2 separate regions of the Ovis aries genome follow, and region 1 is linked to region 2. A link is a contact called in public Hi-C data. All regions are on one chromosome and are shown on one strand. Each heading gives the region's core, a stretch centred on a gene start, on an enhancer-like site or on the middle of the called end of the contact. The rest is flanking DNA. Distances are from core to core; before and after follow the strand shown. Region 1 holds the start of TMEM87B (transmembrane protein 87B). Region 2 holds the start of MERTK (MER proto-oncogene, tyrosine kinase).

Evidence for each region. Hi-C and Micro-C count contacts between places; a contact is called where the count stands out from the background.
Region 1: a contact with region 2 is called in a Hi-C map of liver, with 5 times the contacts expected there. The contact joins the promoter of TMEM87B here to the promoter of MERTK in region 2. A contact is called at or near these places in 7 of 16 Hi-C or Micro-C datasets (blood, hypothalamus, liver and 3 more).

Annotation. Positions count from the first base shown.
Region 1 is chr3:106,161,055-106,165,050 of ARS-UI_Ramb_v3.0, reverse strand. TMEM87B (transmembrane protein 87B) reads right to left here and starts at 2,629. Exons shown (of 19, transcript XM_060412436.1): 1 at 2,537-2,629.
Region 2 is chr3:106,025,241-106,029,648 of ARS-UI_Ramb_v3.0, reverse strand. It overlaps MERTK (MER proto-oncogene, tyrosine kinase), which reads right to left and starts at 2,790. Exons shown (of 18, transcript XM_060412433.1): 1 at 2,586-2,790. The coding sequence starts at 2,646.

The sequences.
Region 1 (3,996 bases), core at 1,380-3,879, 140 kb before region 2:
TCCAAAGTGTACTTGGCAAAGATCTTTACAGATATGTGTCAAGCTGGACCCCGGGGGTCATGATGGGCTGCCCCTCCTCTCCCTTCCGATGGCGGGGGAAGTCTCTAATGGAAGAAGCCTCCCAGATCCCAGGGACCAATGACAGCACACTTCACCAGCTAAAGCCACCAAACCCCAGCCACGTAGAAGGCCCTGTCAGCCCACGACGCCTCGGCCTGGCGACCTATCCAAACCCCCGTCCATCTAGCCTGACCATCCCTTGCAACTTCCTCGACCTGTCTCGTTCTGTCTCGTTCGGGTCCAGGAACCCTGACCAGGAGCGCTTCACCATTAAAAAGCCTGTTAGACACTCTTTTGGTGTCCTGGTCTTTTACCTAACAATATGGTCAAGCAGTCTGTTTGCAGCCAATTTATTTCCAATTTATTCTGACTTAGTTTATGCTATTCACTACGGAAGCAGCAGGAAACCTTAAGTGTGGGTCTCTGTGAAGGAAAGTTACTTGGCTCAAAATAGCCTGGAGTTAAAACTCCCCTCCAGGTCCTCCCCACCATTCTATGCAAAACAAAGAACTCTCTCACCGGAAGAAAGAAAAATGGACGTTAAGGTTGACTATACCTAGCTGGGCCCAGCTCCCAGCCGGTCCAGCCTCTGACCAAGCTCCATAATTCTTTGCCCCAGCCCTTTAGGAGATAACTACTCTGAACAACCTTGGAGAAGAACAGGCCCCCTTAAGATAATAGCTTTCCACATATATGCAAACAAACTTACTCTTTTCTTGGGTTAGTGCAGCAGCTCACTAATCTGACTGCTGCCCCTTCTCACCTCATTGAAGGTGATCTGTTCTATAAAGTGCCAGTCTTGTTCTTTTTCTGAACCTCGCCTTCTAACTCCTTTACCTCACACTCTGAATTTTGCTTTTTACTGTTCAGAAAAATTCAATAATGGAGATACGTAGGCTCTATGACTGGTACACAAAATAGGGCACCAACCCAGGAAAATCCTGGAAGAAATGGTTGCACTGGGTCTTAAAGATTCAGAAAGATACATACTCTAGCCTCTATGTAGCTTTTGTGCTATATTAAGAATTTGTAGTCTCCTACATTACTTTCTTTTTCTGATTGAGGAATTCAAAATGTAAGTTTTGCCTTTAGAATTCGGACATCCAGACTTCCCGGGTGGTCCAGAGGTTAACAATCTGCCTGCCAATGCAGAGGACATGGGTTGGATCCCTGGTCCAGGAAGATCCCATATGCTGCAGGCTCACCACAACTACTGAAGCTCCCGTCCTAAAGACCCTGCACTACAGCAAGAAAAGCCTCTGCAATGAGAGGCCTGAGCACCTCAACTAGAAGTAGTTCCCGCTCACAGCAAACGGAGAAAACCCACAGGCAGCAAGGAAGACTCAGCGCAGCCACAAATAAAAATAAATTAATAAAAAGAATTCAGACATCGCTTCTATACATGTGGAAAATATGCATCTCAAACAGAGATGGATGAATCATCTGACTCTAGAAAAGTGGTCCTGTCCCTCTTTAGCAAATTTTTCCAAAATTCTACCCCGGCATTCCTCCCCAACATGAGACATGAAACTTCCGGATGTCAAGTTCTCAAATGGCCTGCCCTGGAAAGGAAGAGTTTCCATGGGCTCAAACCTCCGGACTAGCCTTGCAAATGTCCCGCCCCCGCCCCCCAACCACACATACTCCCAGAACTGTGATAGGAGCCCGAGAGAAATTCAGAAACCCAGAAAGAGGGCAAGTGGCATGACTGTTGCCTGTTCCCTTCTGGAAGGAAGAAGGAAGAAAAAGGGAGGGAGGAAGGGAGGGAGGAAGAGAGAGAAAGAGAGGAATAAAGACGCACACGCTTTATAAATGTATGCGGAAACTGAAACCCTGGAAAGTCCTTCCTGTGGCCACGCGGGTGTGGCACTGTGGCTGCACCCCGGCACGAGGGGTCAAATCCAAAGATGCCGCTAGGAGTGCCAAGCTGTTCAGGGCTCAGGTCTGAATAAAGAAGGGCCTAATCTAGCCAGAGGCGGTCCGAGCAGAGCGAGAGGCCAGGACTACGGGAAAGATGATTTTCACTAACAGGGTTCAGAAGGGAGAGCCGCCCCCCGGCACAGAAGCCTGACACGTCTTCCCCATAGGCCAGGTCTGGCCGGAGGAGGGGGCGCTCCCCGCCCACAGCGGACAAAAGGCCCAGGAAACCTACTGGGCGCCCAGAGCAGGCTTGGCCAGATGAGCAAGCCAGGGACTGGCTCCCAGCGGGGGCCAGAGAACCCTTCGGGCCCGAGATGCGCCTCGCCTCGGTCCCGACATTCCGCTTACGTCACTGATCGTCGCGGTCCAGAGCCCGACCTCGGGGACGGCGCCCACAGCCGCCAGGCCGCAGCACAGGAGGAAAAGGGCGAAGCGCAGCAGCGGGCGCCCGGCAGGAAGGCGGCGGCGGGCCGGGAGCCAGACCCCGTCGCGGCAGGCGGCAGCCATCTTTACGCGGAAGCCGCACCTGGCGCTCCGCCGCAGCGCAAGCCCGCACCTGGTGCAGGCCCGCCCCCGGGAGGCGGGCTCGGGCCCAGGAAGTCTGGATGGGACGTGGAGACCAGGCTCAGGGCCAGCTGGGGCGGAGAGTGGGGGGGCAGGGGGAGGGGCCAGAGCGTGAAGAGTAGAGGGGGCGGGGTGGGGTCCGAGCGTGGAGGTGGGGCCAGTGGGGAGGCGGGGCCTGGAGGGGAGGCGAGGGGCGTGGCTCAGGGCCGGCCGGGGCGGGAAGGAGGTGCCCAGAGCGTGGAGGTGGGGCCAGTGGGGAGGCGGGGCCTGCCTGAAGAGGAGGCGAGGGGCGGGGCCCAGGGCCGGCGGGGGCGGAGAGTGGGGGGGACCAGAGCGTGAAGAGTAGAGGGGGACGGGCGGGGTGGGGTCCGAGCGTCGAGGTGGGGCCAGGCGGGGAGGCGGAGCCTGAGAGGAGGCGAGGGGCGGGGCTCAGGGCCGGCCGGGGCGGAGAGTTGGGGGAGGGGTGGGGTCCGAGCGCGGAGGTGGGGCCAGGCGGGGAGGCGGGGCATGGAGGGGAGGCGAGGGGCGGGGCCCTGAGGGGTTGGGCCTCAGTGTGAAGGCGGGGCGGGAGGGGAGGCGGAGCTCTGAACCAGGCTCATGTGAACGCGGGGGTCCGGAGTGGAAGCGAGGGGCGGGGCTCAGGGCTGGACGGGGCGTGGCACGAGCGTGGAAAGGAAAAGGGGCGGGGAGGAAGAGGGGTCCAAGTATGAAGGCGGGGCCAGGTAGGGAGAGGAGCCGGCAGAGGGGGCGAGGGGCGGGGCTCAGCGTTGGGCAGGAGTGTGGAAGCGGGTAGGAGGGGAGGCAGGGCTCTGAATCTACCTGAGCTGGAGGTGGCTTTAGCCAGAGGCCGAAATCTCAGGTCCCAATCTCCACGTGGCTGTGGTCAACTTTTGTTGTTGTTCAGGCGCCCAGTCGCGTCCAGACTTTCCTATCCCATGGACTGCAGCACGCCAGGCCTCCGAGTCCCTCATCATCTCCTGGAGTTTGCCCAAGTTCATATTCATTGAATCCGTGATACAGTCCAGCCATCTCATCCTCTGACGCCCTCTTCTCGTTCTGCCCTCAATCTTTCCCAGCATCAGGGACTTTTCCAATGAGTCGTCTGTTCACAACATATGACCAAGATACTGGAGCTTCAACTTCAGCATCAGTCCTTGTAGTGAATAATCAGGGTTGCGCTCCCTTAAGATTGACTGGTTTGGTCTCCTTGCTCTCCAAGGGGCTTTTGGGAGTCTTCTCCAGCACCACAGTTCGAAGGCATCAATTCTTTGGCGTTCTGCCTTCTTTACAGTCCAGCTCCCACAACCATATGTGACCGTTGGGAAGACCATAGCCTTGACTATACAGACCACTGTTGGCAGAGTAATGTCCCTGCTTTTCAACACACTGTTTAGGTTTGTCATCGCTTTCCTGCCAAGAAACAATCGTCTTCCGATTTCATGGCTGCAGTCA
Region 2 (4,408 bases), core at 1,541-4,040:
ATATACACATCCCCACTCCCTCTTGAACCTCCCTCCCTCCCACCCCATCCCACGCCTCTAGGTTGTCACAGAGCCCCAGTTTGAGCTGCCTGAGTCATAGAGCAAATTCCCACCGGCTCTCCTTTACATGTGGCAGTGTGTGTGCTGCCATGCTCCTCTCTCCATGCCTCTCTTCCTCTCGGTCCTCCCCTTAGCCCTGGGCCATAAGTCTGCTCTGTGTCTCTGTCTCCACTGCTGCCCTGCAAATAGGTTCATCGGTACCACCATAAATCATAGCAAGATCCACTTCTGTATTTTCATCCTCCAGCTTCCCCTGGGCCTCTAGAGCTACCCTTTGCTGATTTGTTGCTCACTGGCACCCCCATCAGAGACGGAACAGAAAGGACTGGAGAGCCCAGAAATGCCCCTGGTTCAGCAGTTTCAGTTCTCTGTGTTTATCTTTGTGCAAGGGTGTTTGTGGGTATGGGGTGGGGGTAAGGAGTAGGGAAGATTTCAGGGTTAAAGTGCTGTGTAAATTGTAATTATCCACTCCTCTACAGTGTAGAGTCTATGCACACATTCACACCCTGTCTCTCCTGGCTCTGCTGTCTGGTGAGTAAACCACTTAGAGCCACAACATGCAATATGAAAACCTTAAAACTAGACAAGAAATCCAATTTCCATTTTCAGCACCCTTGAGTGTGAGAAAGTGTTAGTTACTCCATCATGTCCGACTCTTTGCAGCCACATGGACTGCAGCCCGCCATGCTCCTCTGTCCGTGGAACTCTTCAGGCAAGAATACTGGAATGGATAGCCATTCCCTTCTCCAGGGGATCGTCCTGACCCAGGGGATCGAACCTAGCTCTCCCACACTGTGGGCAAATTCTTTACCATCTGAGCCAAGAGGTCTGCTCTCATTCAGCCAGTGAGAATCCCATTCTTTGAACTTTTCACAAAATGAAACAGTCAGACATCTCACAGGTCAATTCAAGATAAAAAAGAAAAGGTAGGAGAAGAAAAACTGGAGAAACTTTTCATTCTTCCAGTTGGGTGGATTTTAACAGACTTTTATGATTATCTGCTTAAAGTAATTATCAGCTACAGAAGGTTTATTATTATTAATGCTTAAAAAAAAGGAGAAAAAGAAAAACTCCATTAAAAAAACATCTTCCCCAAAACTACTGCTTCTGTTACTTTTCCCATAATTTTCACCACATTTACTACATCCAAGACTATTTATGGCCAGCCTTCCCTGGTAGCAAAATATAACAGATTATGAAAAACGGATCTAGCAGAAATGCTGAGGAATTTCTGAGGGTTTGGTGGGGGGTGGGTGGTTGGGGTAAAGAATAGAATTGTTTTCATTCTTTGCTTGGTTTACTCTCTGGATGTTTGCTTCAAATTGCTACATTGCCTCAAATTATAAATTGTATGTGTAATTTAACATGTAACAAGAGGGTTCAGCTGCTTAAGAATTTCTCATTTGAGCAACTGAGCTTTCCAATGAAATTCTCACAGGAAAAATTCTGAAGTAAACTGCTTAAGTATAATTGAAGTTTCCAGGTACTCTTCAAAAACACCTTTGACCACAATAGGTTTATATAAAAGCTAAATCTTTAAGCTAAGGAAAAATGCTTGATGTGTGTTTATTCAGCATAAAGCCTGGTTAAGTTTCTTCCAGCTTCCGTAAGAAGTACTTCAGAGGTTAAACTTCTAGCCCATTCGTTAATCACTGACCCTCCAAACAAGCTGCGGATACAGAATGGAACCATGAAACCTGCCTTCCTGTGCCTCTACTTACCAATCCAGTATCTTATATTGGAATGCCTAGCAGTGCAGACGGAGAAGGCAAGGGCACCCCACTCCAGTACTCTTGCCTGGAAAATCCCGTGGACGGAGGAGCCTGGTAGGCTGCAGGCCATGGGGTCGCACAGAGTAGGACACGACTGAAGCGACTTAGCAGCAGCAGCGCAGAGGTAATACGCCTAGACGCTGACCAAGCGCGTTAGATCCTGTTCAGCAATAATAGGGGTGAAAAGAGCGCGTGCTCTTTTTCTGGCCCCCCACCCACTCACAGGGCTTCGCTGCTAAAGCAGTCCCTGAAGGCCCGGGGTGGGGGGCAGCCGACTAGTCCTTCCGGTCGCGCTTTGGCCTTGGTGCATCGCTGCACCGGGACTGCGACCTCAACTCTCGCAGCCTGCGGGTCTCCAGTCGCCCAGAGTGGAGATGGGGTCTGCCTGCGGCTCCTAGAACTCCCGCCAGCAACTGGGGTCCAGCCACACAGCCACTTCCAGCGCATTTCCCTCCGCCGAAAACTTTAGGACTTGCAGCGCAACCGGCCGAGCTCGGTTTCCCTCTCCGCGGTCACTGTGGGCCCCGGGCGCCCACCCCTCCCGGCTCCGCGGGGACGCGCACCCACTGCCCAGCCAGGATGCCAGGACGGTGGGTACGCGGGAGCCCTGCACCTCGGCACCTGGCACCTCTGGGGCGCGGGGAGGGGTCTGCAAACTCGCCAGCAGCCGGGTGCGCCCCGATCGGCGCGCTCCCTCCCCGGAGCTCCCGGGCGCGAACCCCCGGCCCCGAACCCCCGGCCCCTTGCACTCACCTCGTGTCCAGAGCGCGGAGAGGAAGAGCCACGGCAGGAACAGCAGCATAGCCCGCCCCATCCCGAGATTGCGGGTCTGAACAGTCTCTTTGGACCGACGGACAGATGGACGTCCGGAACCTGCCGCGTCGCCGGCCTAGCGCGCGCAGAAACAGCCCACTCCCGGAGACCCGGGCAACCCGCTCCGAAGGCGCAGAGCGGAGCCGCGGTCGAAGGCGCCGAGAGCCGGAGCGGGGCGGGCGAGGGGCCGAGCCTGGGCCGACCCAGCCAGTCCGGGAGGGGAGGGGGCGGGAAGGCAGCGGGGAGAGGCGGGCGGCGGAGTGGGTGGAAGGGGGGCTGGACCCAAGGGGCGGAGAGGGGCGGGCCGCGGGGTGGGGTTGAGCCTGGGCTTGCGGGAGGGCGGCGGGGGCTGAAAGCGGGGGGAGGGAGGTGAGGACCGTAAAGGGGAGGGGTAACTGGAGGTCTGGGGAGGAGAAAGTGCCCGGGCCTCCCGGGGATCCAGACGACCGACAAGTGCAGGTAGGAGGGACAGAGAGTAAGTTGGGGAGGAGCGTAGGGTGCCCGAGGCTGCCAGCGACTTAAGACAAGGTGCCTGCGGCTTGGAGGCTGAGGCAGTCCCGCAATCCCGGCTCAGCAGACAGAAAACGCAGGCAGCAACGCGCCAAGAAGCCGAGGCCACCTTGGCGGCGCCCCCAGCCGAGCGCCTTCCCCGGGCCGAAGGTGTGGGGCAGTCCTGGAGTCTCGGAGCTCACCGCCTCCCGGGAAGGGAAGAGCGTTTTGCTGTGCCCCCTTGTGGAGTCCAAGAGAGGACTCGTGGAGGGAGATAAACACCTACGAAGTGGGAAGAGGCCTCCCACCCCCACCCCCCAGCGATTAAAGTGTGGAGGGGCCAAGAGGGCAGTCGCAGAGAAAGTTAACCGTGAAAGAAGTGTCAGCCACTTGTACTAATAACTGAAAGGATAACTTGACATTTTATATATAGATACGCACACATACCGGTGGTGCCAGTGCAGGAGAGGTAAGAGACATGAGTTCGATCCCTGGGTGGGGAAGATCTCCTGGGGAGGGCATGGCAACCCACGCCCTTGTATGGGTTGTATTCTTGCCTGGAGAATCCCCATGGACAGAGAAGCCTGGCAGGCTCCAATCCGCGGGGTCACGTAGGGTCACACAGACTCCGACGTGCCTGAAGCAACTCAGCATGCATGCACACACATGCACAATACTATGTTTAAGGCCACATCTTTAGAATTAATGTATTTTCATGTGATCCTTTGACAACATGAATCAATAATGCCATTCCTCTGCTCGAAACCGGACAGTGATTCCTGCTTTCTCTCTGCATGAAAGCCAGAGTCCTGCCTTGTGGCCTACAGGGGAATACATGACCTGGTCCCCTCTCCTCTCCGACCTCATCTCCTTACTCCACTTCCGTTCATGCTGCTTTCTGGTCCAGAGTCCCTGACCCCAGTCAGGCTGGTCAAGTGGGCTAGATTTGGCTATAAGGAGGCAACCAGCCCAGTGGATTTAGATCCATTGTTACTTAACTGACAGCAAAATCAGCATGATGTCAGCCACTGGCATCCCTAGTCCCATAGGATGACACCCAGCCAGAGGGGTGGACATGAGCAGTGGGTAGCTCCCATGATGAGCAGCCAACTCTAAAGTACAGCCGAGCAGTTTCATTGATTTTCACAGGTGACTGCTGCTGTGTTGTTGGGTGCGGGGAAGGGGGCATGGTGGGGGGGTGGGAGTGGAAACTCACGTGCCCAGCTGAAAGTCTGGAGAAGGAAGAGAGACAGGTGTGCTGTGAGATAAGGAGA